Regions from separate parts of the Sus scrofa genome. Here regions 2, 3, 4 and 5 are each linked to region 1. The links are chromatin contacts, called in public HiChIP or PLAC-seq maps. All regions are on one chromosome and are shown on one strand. The core of a region is the stretch at or near the end of the contact, and the rest is flanking DNA. Distances in the headings are between cores, read along the strand shown.

Region 1 (2,700 bases), core at 153-2,652:
GAAAACTGGGCAGCCACATGCAAAAGAATGAAACTGTACCACTCTCTTAGACCATACACAAGAACTAACTCAAAATGGATTAAAGACTTGAACAAAAGACCTAAAACCATAAACTTCTAGAAGAAAACATGGGCGGTCAGCTCCTCGATATCAGTCTTGGGGATGATTTTTTGGCTCTGACTCCAAAATCAGAAATAAACAACCCGGCAGATACCAAAACCAAAAAACATCTGCACAGCAAAGAAAACCATCAATGAAATGAGAAGACAACCTATGGACTAGAAGAAAGTACTTGCAAATTGTATATTGGATAAGGGGCTAATAGCTAAAATATGTAAAGAGCTGATACAGTTCAACAGCAGCAAGAACAAAACCAACCAATTAAAATAGGGGCCAGGAAACTGAAGAGATATTTTTCCAAAGAAGACATAGTATATGAAAAGATGCTCAGCATCACTAATCATCAGGGAAGTACAAATCAAAACCACAATGAGATATCACCTCACGCTGTTAGAATGGCTGTGAAATAACAAGTGTTGGCAAGGATGTAGAGAAAAGGGAATCCTTGTGTACTGTGGGTGGGAATGAAAATTGGTGCAGCCACTGTGGAAAACAGTATGGAGGTGCCTCAAAAAACTAAAAATGGAATTACCATATAACCCAGCAATTCTGCTTCTGGGTATTTATCCAAAGATAAATGAAAACATTAACTGGAAAAGATAAATGCACACCCATGTTAACTGCAGCATTATTTCCAATATGTGTGACATGGAAACAGCCTAAGTATCCATTGATGGATGAATGGATAAAAAAATATGAGATACATAGATACAAACATACACATACATACATATATCATATATATGTGTATACATATACACACATATGTATGTAATTCAGCCATAAAAAAGAATAAAATAATATCATTTGTGAAGCTATGGAATGACCTTGAGAGCATTACACTAGGTGAAATAAGTCAGACAAATACTGTATAATCACACTTATATGTGGCATCTTTAAAAAAAAAAAAAAAAGCTCATTGGTACAAAGAACAGATTAGTGGTTGCCAGGGGCAGGGGTGGAGGTTAAGCAAACGAGTAAAAGGAGTTGCTAAAAGAATCAATCGTAAAAGTTTTCATCATACACAAAAAAATGGTAACCCTGTACAAGGATGGATATTAACTAGACTTACTGTGATCATTTCATAATATATATCGAATCATGATGTTGTACACCTGACACTAATATAATGTTCTGTCCATTATAGCTCATTAAAAAAAAAAAAAATCAAATGCCCCACATTGCCTGGCTCCTCTGGAACACTGCTGCTGGGCTGTAACTGACCATGCCGAGAGGCAACTGCCCAAGCCTTTGACATCGTCACTTGAACCATTCACGTCAGCTCTGTGTGTTACTGATTTAGCGTTTTGCGCCTGCACTGGGCTGATCTAAACGACTGAGTCAGTGACTGCATCCAGGCAATTTGAGAAAAGTAGTAAACACAGCAGCTTCATTGCTGAGATCCCAGGGGTGCCCTCCCAGACCCAGTAGGAAAACCTCTGCTGAGACTCGCAGGCGGCGATTTGGCTCCCCATCTGGATTTTACCTCTGCCGAAAAATGCCACCAGGAAAACCTTTCCCCTTCCCACTGCTCTGCAGGTTTTGGCAATGGATGGCTCCTTTGCCCTACGGGTGCAGTGTTGGCCTTCTTGAGCCAGAAGAGCACAGTCTGAAAATAGAAACAGGGGCTGTTTTGTGGCCATTGAATAGGAAGGCTAATAATAGCATTGCTTCATTGTTTGGCAAGGACTTCAGGCTACCCCAGCCAAGGAGCAGCACACTCTGCAGTAACCAAATCATAAAATTTCTCCAGGGAATGGTGCAGCTTTTCAGAACATGTTTTATATTCTGGGATTGCTCGGGAAGGAAATAGTTGAGAAGTTGTTTTGACATAAGTGTGGTTTGTTTCCAATTTGAAGGCAGAGGGAGGGGCTGGAGAGATGAGCCAGGAGGTCAGTCGCAGAAGGGATGCAAAAAAAAAAAAAAAAACGTGTCGTTAAGGAGTTCCTGACAGGTGGTGAGAGGGCTGTAGCTCTGGAGCCCAGGCCTGGCGGGGTGTCTGTCCCCGTTGGGTTCCCAGTGTGCTCTCAGCATCGCCTTTCACACTCCTGTAATGTTTATTTCTGTTGAACTTAAAGGATGACCTTTTCCAAACTGCAGTACATTGTTGACCCACATGCATTTCTGAGACCTAATTTCCCTGAATGCCTTCCTTGTTCCTGCCGAAGAGAACTCTGTTCGAGAAAATAGGAAGAGGCTGAGGATAAAGAGCGTTGGCATGGAAATCTTTGAGGCATTGAATCCTGCCTGCTATTAATAATTTAGAAGTGTTTTTAATGCCCTGATAGGGAAGGAAGGTTTTTTTTTGACACCAAAGGCATCTAAATATTAATTTCAGAGGAATTGGTTGTTACAAGCAGTTAACATCCATTTTGTTAGTTGACCTCCTGAGGAAGGTTAATGCACTAAAATCTGGTCATTAAGTATAGTAACAAATGTTTTTTCAGGGAGGTTATTACTATCATAAACTCTAATCCATGGTTCACAGGCAGCAGCCTCTAGTGCAGTGCTCTGACTAATGAAGAATTAACTATTTCTGAGCAGTTAATAAAGATTTTTTCCCCCCACCAATCAACATAC
Region 2 (2,700 bases), core at 66-2,565, 600 kb before region 1:
CTTTTGGTGTATTAATTTTGGTTTATATAAATGTACACATTTATGGCAGGTTTTATGATTAACATTTAAGTGATATTTTATAGTTTATGTACAGTTATATGTATTTTGATAAAAAAGGGAAACTACTATTAATTATTAATTATTTAATGATATACAATTAATTATTACATGGTTTATTAGTTCTGAATTTCCTGAATCTTGGAAGACTTTTCTATATGTTATAGATTAGTATCCAAGTTGTTATTTCTATTGATAAGATGTAAATATTAGTTTATCTTCCTCTGTGACACACCAGAAGGAAGCTATTAAGCAAACTGTAATGCCAACGAAACATTTGCACTTTTTCTAAATTCAGATTAAATAAGCTAAGAGCAATATCAATATTCGAGACACAGTTTTAAATAAATTTGTTAATCTTGCTTTTTTACTAGAGGAGGGAAAGTTGTTGGTGTTGTCCTATGGCTTCATTATAGGTAAACCAGTGAGATTTATTTATTTATGAATCATTCAGGTAAGATATTTTCCATTCATAGTTGTCACTCTTACAGAAATTGTATTTGAAAGTTGATATCAAAAACTATCTAGAGATATGTGGTTTTTTTTTTTTTTTGTCTTTTTGCTATTTCTTGGGCCGCTCCCACAGCATATGGAGGTTCCCAGGCTAGGGGTCGAATCAGAGCTGTAGCTGCCGGCCTACGCCAGAGCCACAGCAACACAGGATCCGAGCCATGTCTGCAACCTACACCACAGCTCACGGCAACGCCGGATGGTTAACCCACTGAGCAAGGGCAGGGACCGAACCCGCAACCTCATGGTTCCTAGTCGGATTCGTTAACCACTGTGCCACGACAGAAACTCCTAGAGATGTGTTTTTAAGTGAGATTAAAATGAACCATATATATATATACACACACACGCATATATATATAATAGCAACAACAAGTTATTTAATACTGAGCACATTTAACTTAGATATTTTATTCATTTTTTTTTAAAGACACCGTCACCGTTTGACACAACATAGAATTGAAATATCTGACCTTTAAGAGATACACTCAGGACTGGGGGCCCTGTGGATGGAGCAGGTACCGCTCCTCCACATCGTTCTGTCCGTGTGCACACTCTCTTTCAGAATTACAAATCACTAAAGACAGATAGAGTCATCTGTACACTGTTTGAGGAAGACATTTCCTCTCTTCTGTTTCCTATTTACAATTCCACTGGGTTCATAAAATGGTCAGATGCTACAGAGCCATGAACAAACTACAGTGCTTTTAATAGAGCCATTCATCTGCTCCTTTTGAAGGTTAGTGCTCTCTCTCGAGGGAAGGTTCTCAGATAATAAGAGGAAAATGAATGCCAGTTGAGCACCTGTAATCAAATTACTCTTAATTCCCTCAACTCTTGTCAGATATTGAGCTCCTCATATCGTTTCATAGGTGGGCATTTTACAGACCCCCACGGTATAATACAGTTAGTTTCCTCTCTAGCTTCCCTTTCTCTTTCCTGTGCTCGAGCTACCATCCATCATGACTGGGTAAATCCTGTCAGATGGAAAGCCCCAGCCGTTCAGACAGTCAGACACTGCGCCAGCCTGGTCCACCCGTGCACCTGTCACTTCCCAGCATTCAGCTTGTGAGAAACAGGGCCAAGAGAACATTTATGGAACAGATGCAGGCAGTGTGCCCAGTGTGTCAGCAGGCATGGTGTGGCCTCAGCTTTGGTCCTGGTAAGATGATACCGCTCCTGAAAATATTCACAGTCTGCCCACCCCCACTCCCCAAGGAAGAACTGATCTATGTAAATGCTTGCTGCTCCAAACCTAGAACAACCGTAATGTAGTCCAGATTCTCACAGACCCGACATGTCACATGTAACAAAACAAGCATGGTACAAAGCACTGAGCTTCTGACTCTTTCAGCCGGTCCATAACTCATTCTGTTGTAAAAGCTGCAGAGGGAATTTGTAGAATGGGGTGAAGTGTTCCATTTCATTTGTATTGTACCACTTGGGATCTGAGATGAATTCAGGATGCAGCCACAGACATGCTTGGAATTTCATTGATTTTATTATGTTGGTGGTAACTTACATATGTTTTATGGTTTTTTTAAACCTCAACTTTTATTGAATGTAATCCAGGCATAATGCATGGAAAAAGGTGGTATACAGTGACTGAGGAAAGTAGAACACTGAAGGTATTGTTTATTTTTTTAAATTCTATGTCACTATTAAAAAACCTTAAGTTAGGGATATATGCAAACATATAAATCTAAGAATTGTGCCATTTTAGTGAAAATAGTGCTCAAACACTTCTAAAACTGTCTGCAATCACATCACTCATTTATCAGTTATGGTAAAATAAATGTTAGACTTGAAAATAAAATGTCTACCTCATGTATGTGTAACTGGGTCACCATACTGAACAGTAGGGGAAAAAAAACTATTGGGGAAATAACAATCAAAAAAATTAAAAAAAAAGAAATGTCTACCTCATCAGTTTGTTGTAAGGATGAGTTAAAACATTCCCTGTTACAAATATGCTTAATTAAGTCGGCTGTAAATTAGTGTGTTTCCTGGTTTCTGTCCACTCTAAGTGGCAGAATATCTATCTATCTATGCACTGTATTAAGCTCTGGATTAAAATAGTGAATGGAATAGATAACATCTCTGTGCTTCTTGAGTTTATGCTCTCATATTTTC
Region 3 (2,700 bases), core at 60-2,559, 890 kb after region 1:
TAAAGAGAATAATATTCACTTAAAGAGAAAAGGACATGTTCGGATACAGACTGAAAGCTGCCATGTGCCAATCAAGAGAGAGGCCTCAGGAGAAACCAAACCTGATCTTGGACTTTCAGCTTCCAGAAAATAAATTGCCGTTTTATAAACAATTCAGTCTGGGATTTTTGGTTATGGCAGCCTTGGCAAACTAGCATATCATGTGTTCAAAAAATATCTAATGACATAAGAAAATCTTTATTTTTATGACATAGACAATACAGAAACCAAAACTCTCTCTCACACACACATTTACACATATAAATTCACATAAAAAGTTGAGCCTTGAACAACACAGCTTTGAACCATGAACGTCCATTATATGTGGATTTTTTTTTTTCAAGAGTACCGCAGTATTACATGATCTGAGGTGGGCTGAATCCACTGCAGATGTGGAACCACGCATAGGGAGGGCTCAGTGTGGGTTTAGACTTATATTTTTGAATGTGCAGAGGGTTATAAAACCTAACCACTTCATATTTCAAAAGTCAGCTGTGTACACAAACACACGCGCATGTAAGAGCTTTACATCAAAATTTTTCTTTGGTAAGGGTGGTTTTTATTGTCTTCCTCATAGTTATGTTTCAAGTTTTCTACAAATAATATATTTTTAAATAATTCTAAAGAAACCTTTAAAAAGTTGAACTGAAATTGTCATTTCTCAGCAATGTTAGAATACTCATAGAAAATGAAACATTATCCTGTTGACATAATAAATGTACAGAACTTTCTATTACACTACTCCATTGCCATTGTTTGTTTTTTCCTGAAAGAGTTATTTTCATAAAACAAGTTTCCTATCTCCACAAAAAAAGTTTAATATAATAAAAGGTGAAAGAATTATTGGAAAGAATTATTAAAGATGGAAAAAAAATGTGAAAAGTAATGCTGTGATGCCAAAATAGCTATTCTAAACATTTGGCTTGCTATGGCTTGCAGTTAAAATTTAAAAATAGCACTTAAATATGCGTGTTAATAACATCCAGAAGGCATTTCTTTCAAGCCTGTTTGGGCTGTTGAAGGGTTTAATTTAACCACAGCATTCATTTATGTCTAGCAGTTAAATTTTTTCTTTTAAGCTCAAAGGAACTGTGAGTTGTAACTATGATCTAATTGGTAAGGAATGAAGAATGTTTTTCATGTTTTATAGACAACATGAATCCAGATCATTTTACAGCAGTAAATTATGAAGCACTCCACTTGCTGTGTCTCCCTGTGGAAGCCAGGGCCTAGCTCATTAAACTATAAAAATAACTTGCTGGGTTCGGCAGCTCCTAGAAAGGCCCTCTGACAAGGTGGGTTATTTTTATTTCGCTAATGCACCTTCACCAGGCAGTCCAGAGCAAGTGAGATTCTTTATGGTCCCCAACTAAATCAATTTATAACTACATCTACATGTCAGAGGGGACGTGCAAAGAACCTAAACTGCTGTATAGGAAGATAATTTATTATTGATTTTTTTCAACTCTTTTTTTTAAAAGCAGCTACAATTCACCGGTTCCTTGGATCTTTTTGCAGTGCAAATGAGCTATATAACACTTCTGATGTGGCAAACCAAGTTTCTGTGGTGAAGGAAAAAGACCAGGGGTCAGAAGTGCCTGGATTCCAGATGACTTCAAGAGAAATAAAGAATGACCATAAAGTCATTTAAAAACAAGGAGCAAAAAAATCATCTGTCAGCCCTGCCCTGTTGTGAAAGATCTTAAAAAATGAAGTGCTAATGATCCGTTGTTTAAATATGCATATTAAATTACCTCTTACTTAATAAATCAGGTACTTAATTTTACTGGAAGAAAAATTACCATAAATTTCATCTTTTTCTGCTGGCCTTAAAGAGTCAAATAACCACTTGTAAGTAATCCAACGATCTTTCCCAAAGCTCAGGAATGAAGGGAGTTAGAAAAAGACTGTGACACAAAATCTGTAGCCTGCAGAGCTTCCCACTGAGCCCTGAAATGATGGATTCTGATCCCTTTACTCTGGTTCTGCAGTGAACACTCTTGTGAGGAATTCACAGTTTCAGCAGCAGTTTCAACTGAACATGCTTCCTTTTCCATGACTGGAATCAGGGCAACGTACTAAGACGGCAGTTTCTAAATTCCACCTACCAGAGAGTTACTGTACATCTATACTTTGTTTTTATTTGACTTTGTAAATGTAATCTCTGTCATCAGAATATTGGCAGGATTCACTGGTAAAATATTCCTGAAGACTACTGAAGAATAATTATCCTGTGGTATAGATTGCGACAAAGTGAAAATGCAAAAAGCCTCATAAACACATTGCAGAGCATTTGAGCAGAAAATCTACCAAAATTCTCCATGGTTCCCACTGCCATTCTTAATATCCCATGTAACCCCAACTGTCAGTGTTATTTTTATATTTCACAAAATTGTGTAAACTTGTTAAAGGCTAAATCTTACTCATAAGTAAGTTGTGCTTTTCCTCCCTTAAGATAGAAAAGTAACTTTTAAAATATAATGCTTTTGTAAGTAAATGAGAATCATGGAATTTTGGCCCCTTGTATGGTCTTATACTCTTGGAATCAGAATATCTGAATTGAATCATGGATTCACCACTTACTAATTTCTTTTTGTTTAGGATTTTTTGTTTTATATCTTGGACTTGGCACTTTTTTTTTTTTTTGGTTTCAGAAACTGT
Region 4 (2,700 bases), core at 164-2,663, 520 kb after region 1:
GCTCCAAACTCGGGCTTGGGCTCTGACTGTTCTGAAGCTTTTACTTCTCAAGCCATTTTCGTTCTTTACTTGATCCTCAAGCCTGGAATTACTGTTAGAAATCTACCTGCAGAATCCAGACACTCTGCAGACAAAGAATTGGAAATAAGTGTATGCAAAATACACCTTTTAAAAAAAGTGCACTAAACCACATTAAGCCACCCGGTATTTTTCTCTCTCTTGGCATACACCCAACGGTTCCAAATTGGTTTGCCTGAGCCAAGAATTTCTTTAAATGAAATGCTCTGTGCTAGCAAGGCTTTGAAGACCTGTTCACCTTAGAGTGCAAACCTAGAAAGCAAAGTCCAGATTTGGCATGCCACTTAAACCATGGTTAGTAGAGCGTATCAGCCTGCTAGAAATAGCTGCATTTGCGAACCTCATGTTCTCCAGCTCTTGACTGCTAGCCAAGCCCCAAATCAATCCCAAAGAATGAAAAATAAGATAATAATGAGAAAATGGACTTTTCAAGCCAAAACCAAGGAAAGCATCTTATTCCCCAAATGCTGTCTCTGGGCCACATAAAACAAGGAGCTGTGACCCTGTCCTCTCCTCTGGACATTTTGCTGTGTCACTGTTTGGTGATATACCTTCCTTTCCCTTTAGGTCTAAGTTTCCTTACTGGTACACTGGGCACCAATTTTGCCAGCTTTCTCCTTTGAAATATACTACGTTCCTTATGTCTAACTACCTGGTGCTTCCCATCCACCGGGATCTTTTGAGGGGGCAGTTTTTCTAGAAGGGCCAGACATGAAGCTTAATTCCTCTTCTGAGTTAGCATTAGGCAGACTCATTCTCTCTTCCTGCTGAAATATGTACCATGCCTTCCTTGACCAGCTTTTGGAACATGTTTATAGAGATCTCTTGTTTTGGGTCTGAATCTGAGCTGGGTGGCAATGGGGCCCACTTTTAACTTCCCCTCCCTACATAGCTTGGTGGGTGGTCACTGCCACTATTTGTTAGGGAGAATCAGCCATAAATCAGTGCTCTTTTTCCATTTTCTTCTTATTGATGGAATGGCTGTAGGAAAACAACTTGTCTCTCAAGCTCACAGAGCCCTGCAGGATGAAAGCTGCATACAATAAAAGTTGTTTTGACAGAAAACTGACCAAACATGACAATGGGCAGAGGGGGGTGTGATGAAAGGGAGGGGGAGAGAGGGTACATGCTTGTCTGTTTCGAACCGAGGTGTGCTCTCTCTTTTTTTCTTTGTTAAATTACTTTTTCATATGAAGGACACAAAGGGAACGGCCCCTACTGACAGCCAGAAGGCAGAAAACAAACCCTTTGAAATTTCTAATTTGTTTATAGATGGTCCTCCAGGAGCCGGCTGGAAAATAATTTTGTCTGCCAGAGACAGTGAACAGCTACCCGAGGGTGTTGTGGTGAAAAAAAAAAATGACTCTCTGGTTTTGGTCCTTGAATGTCTCATTGTTCAGCACTCAGTGGTTGTTCTGAAATGACTCATCTGGCTGGGAAAGAAAATGAAAGAAAAATCCTTCCTCTGCTCTCCGGCCTGAGTTTCTAGGAAAGTGACTTTCTCAAAAAGATTTCTTTTTTTTTTTCCCCCCTGATTTGGCTTTAAACTGTGTGTCAGTTAATTTTAGGGTTACACAAAGGTTTGTTAAATCCTGTCGGCTCATATGTCTTCTCTCTGAGGGGGATGATTTTTTTTGTGGCTGCTTCCCAGTCACTTCACTTAGTTCCGGTGACACGGTTTTCTCTCTGGGACGTTCTAACAGTTGAACTGCTTTTCTAGATAATATCACAGATTCTATAGACCTCTCCTGGGCAAGACTAATCTGGGGGTGTTTCTGAATGTGGGTTAGAACATTCTTTAGGGAGTCTGAGGGAGACCTTCGTTGACAGCTTCTGTTTTCTCTGTGAAATAGAGTAGGGTCAATTAGAGGTTGGTGGTAAGGGATCTCTGTTCTTAAGTCTAAGAGAGTTTCTAGAAATTTCCCCCTCGGTTTTGTTTATGAAATGAGCAATAGGGTCACTTTTCCCGCATTTATGGTGAGGTTGTGGAGATCCCCTCGTACTTGGTATGGGTGAGCAGTAATGTTTTCCCAGAAACTTAGGTCACTGACTTGGAAGAGAATGCCTCCAGCCATTCTTTTATTGTAGAGATGAGAAGATGGAGACCCACTGACTTGATGAAGGAGGTGTAGCTGTTTAGGGCGGAGTTAGAACTCAGGTCTCAACTATTAGCTTCCGCTACGTCTCCCCTTCTCCTGGCTTTGGTGGTGGAAATAATTTTAGGTAATTTGTTGATTGCACATGACTCTCTCTAAATCCTCAGATGTGACCCCTCCCTGTTATCCCAGGAGAGGGCCAGCTCTTTGGCTTCCGATGCTGGAAGAGTGACCCAAGTGGGTGCATCCCGTTGCCTGTCTCTTCATCCCTGAGTCTGGGATTGTGAAAACTGCTAAAAGAATGTGACTGGGAGGACTGGTCCAGCCCCAGCTTCGAGAGCCCCAGCTTCTCCCAGGCACTCGGTGTTTCCAGGTGGTCCTTCTCTGCTTGCCTAACGTGCTCCTTGCTCTCAGGCCTCCGACCTCCCTCACGTTGTGACCGCCCCACCCTTCATCCCAGCTCCTGCTAATTCCCATTCCACGACCCTACTCTACCTCACAGAGACAATGGAAGCTGTCAACGAAG
Region 5 (2,700 bases), core at 190-2,689, 720 kb after region 1:
TCCAGAAAGTGTACCCTAGGGGAGGCGTGGGGTCCATTCTTGGCATTTCTAGCTATGTGACGTGGGCTAGGTCACTACATCTCATTTTTCATGAAACGGATATAGCAAGATGCACATCACTGTGTTGTGAAGAGAGTAAATGAGCAAGTGTGAAAGCACTGAGTGTGCATTGCTGCCATAACATACCCCTTTTCATCATTCCTGCCCCACCTGATCCACTAAAGATCTTGTGAAGTAGTAAATTGTTATTGTGATGACATCAGCAGCTGTTTTACGGGCTAGGAAATAGTGGCTAAAAGGAATGAAGTGATTTTCCCAGCTTTGGTTCCATGGTGAGTTAACACGGGGATGGTTCACCTGCAGCCCGTTTCCTGCTCCTGGAGGCTATCTGTGCTCTCGCCAGAGCAAGGAGGTCCTCTTGAAGCTACCCTGTGCATTCAGTCATCTGGCACGCTCCACATGCATCTTCCGAGAATGCTGGGTTGCTTTGTGCTGCCCAGGGGGAAGCAGTTCCCTTGCACAGATAGCTGAAAACTCCTGCCATAGATCTCACTTTGGAGCCCTGCACAGTAACCCTTCCCCTGATCACTCGCATAAAAAGTGAGTAACCTGGGAATAATCCCTAGACCTTCTCTTAACTGCTCCATCTCTCTGGCTTACGCTCACTTCCCCATCGTGCACACATGATGCACAATTTCAGTTCACTCACGTTTTGGACTCTGGGTCACTCCAGTGCCTTGGGCACTTAGCTCTCTTTGTTCCCCACCATGCCCACCGTACCTACACCTTCTTTGTGTGCGTGTTCATTTAATTAGTAAATGTTATTTTTTTAGAGTGGTTTTAAGTTCACAGCAAAATGGAGCCGAAAGTACAGAGAGTCCCCATGGACCCTTTTGCCCCCCTGCCACACACCACCTTCTTTTTTTTGAAGCTAAGATGACAATGCGACTTTCCCATTGGGTTCTTTGTACATGAAATGCTACTTCTCAGTTGAACTGCCTGAGCACAATGCAATAAAGAATCCATAACAATAGCTGCAATACTGTGCATTACTATTCTAATCATATATTTTATTGGAAGCCGTATACCTCTTAAAACCAGCATTTCATTTGCCTCCTTTGCCTTATAGAAACCCCACCGCTGTGACAACGGTAGGAGCAAAGCTAATGTTCTTTTCCAAATTCTTGCTTAGATTCAGAGCAAGAAAGAAAATGTGAAAGAAAGAGAAAAATCACACAGTCATTTCCAGCCATTTGTGTTAAAATACAAAGAAAACAAGGCACATTCAAAAATGATGTGCCGGGCAGCCTCCATTAATATTTATTTTGGCATTAATATTGATAAGAAAGTACTTTGTAGCTGGGCTTTGTTGCCTCCCCCAGTGTCCTCCAGCTCTCTGTTCTTCGGGCTGGTGGCCATTAGCTCACATCTCCCTCTGTACCCAGAGCCTCTGAGAGGCTTGGCGGGCCTCCAGCTCACTTACGCTTAAATGGACACTCAAGATCCGACAGACACACAGCTAAATAGAGGCCAATAATTCAATACAGTATGACTGTACTGGGGCTGCTAGTAAATCCATCAAGCAGTAAATATCATCTGAAGCCAATGCAAGCTTTTATCTTTCCAATTTTTTTGTATGTCTGAGCGAAGCCCAGGCATTCAGCGAATCATGTAATTTATTCTGCGGTGCCAAGCCTGGGCTGTCTCAGGCATCATATTGACTTTTTTTTTCCCCATCTGTCAGGGGCAGTCAGCAGCGCTGCTATTGTGGGAGCGCATCACGTTACATCTATTTATTTATTTATTTCTGCTGCTGCTTTGTAGAATGATTGGGCAAGAACGCATTATCTCAGATCAACGAATACTAAGAAAAGCATCTGAACATCATTACGACAGCATGTTAAACATTTGTCCTACCCAGTTTGTTAAATCAGCAAATGTATTTCCGGCAAATGCTTGTAATTGTTCATAAAGGGCTCCCTACTGCAGGGTTTTATTAAGCTGAAAATATGGCCTGTTTTTTTCTTCAGCTCTTTAGGTCATCACTGATGCCTGTATATTGTAAATAATGCTGAACAGCTGTTGTCTTGACCTGCTCTGTGCGTGTGTGTGTGTGTGTGTCTGTGTCTTTCTCCATACAGACACACAACTTGCTGTATCTCTGAATGTTGCACACATATTTTGTGCACATGAGTAGGTCAGTATGGCATAAAGCAATGTATATTGGCAAAGTTAATAGGATGATTAAGTTAATGATTAGGTTGTGGATTCCAATGGTTAGAAAATATCTTTGCATGAACCAATTAAAATTAAGACTGGGAACAAAGCTCTTTTGTTTACTCTTGTTATCTTACTAAAAACTTAAAAAAGTATAAGCCCTAAATTTGAATGTTAGTTCATACTCTCTTGGTCTTGCTTCTATGTAACCTACAAATGGAGAAGAGAGGCAAGAGGGAGAAGGATGTTCCCAAAGTCCTTCCTTCACAATGGGATCTGAGACCACTAAGGACAGACACAGCCAGTGGCACATAGAATGACTGGTACTCACATTCCAAGTACAGCCTGCTTCCCTGAGGACCTTTTCCTAAGCCCTCCAGCCCTTTCTCTAAAGCCAGTTATTCTGCTTCTGAGATTCAGTTTGACTCTCAGTTGATTCTACTTAGGTTTGATTAATGTCCAACTCTGGGAGCACATATCACA

The links. HiChIP or PLAC-seq counts read pairs in DNA pulled down with a chosen protein or histone mark.
Region 2: a contact with region 1 is called in an H3K27ac HiChIP or PLAC-seq map of skeletal muscle, with 5 times the contacts expected there. The contact joins two enhancer-like sites. A contact is called at or near these places in 1 of 47 Hi-C or Micro-C datasets (embryonic fibroblasts) and 1 of 2 datasets of contacts at active chromatin or transcription factors (skeletal muscle).
Region 3: a contact with region 1 is called in an H3K27ac HiChIP or PLAC-seq map of skeletal muscle, with 5 times the contacts expected there. The contact joins two enhancer-like sites. A contact is called at or near these places in 1 of 47 Hi-C or Micro-C datasets (skeletal muscle) and 1 of 2 datasets of contacts at active chromatin or transcription factors (skeletal muscle).
Region 4: an H3K27ac HiChIP or PLAC-seq map of skeletal muscle shows a contact between it and region 1, with 2.8 times the contacts expected there. The contact joins two enhancer-like sites. A contact is called at or near these places in 1 of 47 Hi-C or Micro-C datasets (embryonic fibroblasts) and 1 of 2 datasets of contacts at active chromatin or transcription factors (skeletal muscle).
Region 5: a contact with region 1 is called in an H3K27ac HiChIP or PLAC-seq map of skeletal muscle. The contact joins two enhancer-like sites. A contact is called at or near these places in 1 of 47 Hi-C or Micro-C datasets (psoas muscle) and 1 of 2 datasets of contacts at active chromatin or transcription factors (skeletal muscle).

Annotation. Positions count from the first base shown.
Region 1 is chr2:128,307,818-128,310,517 of Sscrofa11.1, reverse strand. LOC106509541 (a long non-coding RNA gene) reads right to left here. Exons shown (of 3, transcript XR_001307170.2): 1 at 1,607-2,700. Among named protein-coding and RNA genes, the nearest start is that of ZNF608, 150 kb to the right of the region's middle. Within about 2 kb of position 1,402, at least 11 of the 83 cell types and tissues checked have an H3K27ac peak or open chromatin away from gene starts, as enhancers often do. A contact at or near this core is called in skeletal muscle, where this site is marked.
Region 2 is chr2:128,909,231-128,911,930 of Sscrofa11.1, reverse strand. All of the region lies in intron 5 of LOC102158243 (a long non-coding RNA gene), which reads left to right. Among named protein-coding and RNA genes, the nearest start is that of GRAMD2B, 640 kb to the left of the region's middle. Within about 2 kb of position 1,315, at least 7 of the 83 cell types and tissues checked have an H3K27ac peak or open chromatin away from gene starts, as enhancers often do. A contact at or near this core is called in skeletal muscle, where this site is marked.
Region 3 is chr2:127,413,915-127,416,614 of Sscrofa11.1, reverse strand. No RefSeq gene overlaps it. Among named protein-coding and RNA genes, the nearest start is that of CSNK1G3, 400 kb to the right of the region's middle. Within about 2 kb of position 1,309, at least 10 of the 83 cell types and tissues checked have an H3K27ac peak or open chromatin away from gene starts, as enhancers often do. A contact at or near this core is called in skeletal muscle, where this site is marked.
Region 4 is chr2:127,786,029-127,788,728 of Sscrofa11.1, reverse strand. All of the region lies in intron 2 of LOC110259460 (a long non-coding RNA gene), which reads left to right. Among named protein-coding and RNA genes, the nearest start is that of ZNF608, 370 kb to the left of the region's middle. Within about 2 kb of position 1,413, at least 33 of the 83 cell types and tissues checked have an H3K27ac peak or open chromatin away from gene starts, as enhancers often do. A contact at or near this core is called in skeletal muscle, where this site is marked.
Region 5 is chr2:127,587,725-127,590,424 of Sscrofa11.1, reverse strand. No RefSeq gene overlaps it. Among named protein-coding and RNA genes, the nearest start is that of ZNF608, 570 kb to the left of the region's middle. Within about 2 kb of position 1,439, at least 15 of the 83 cell types and tissues checked have an H3K27ac peak or open chromatin away from gene starts, as enhancers often do. A contact at or near this core is called in skeletal muscle, where this site is marked.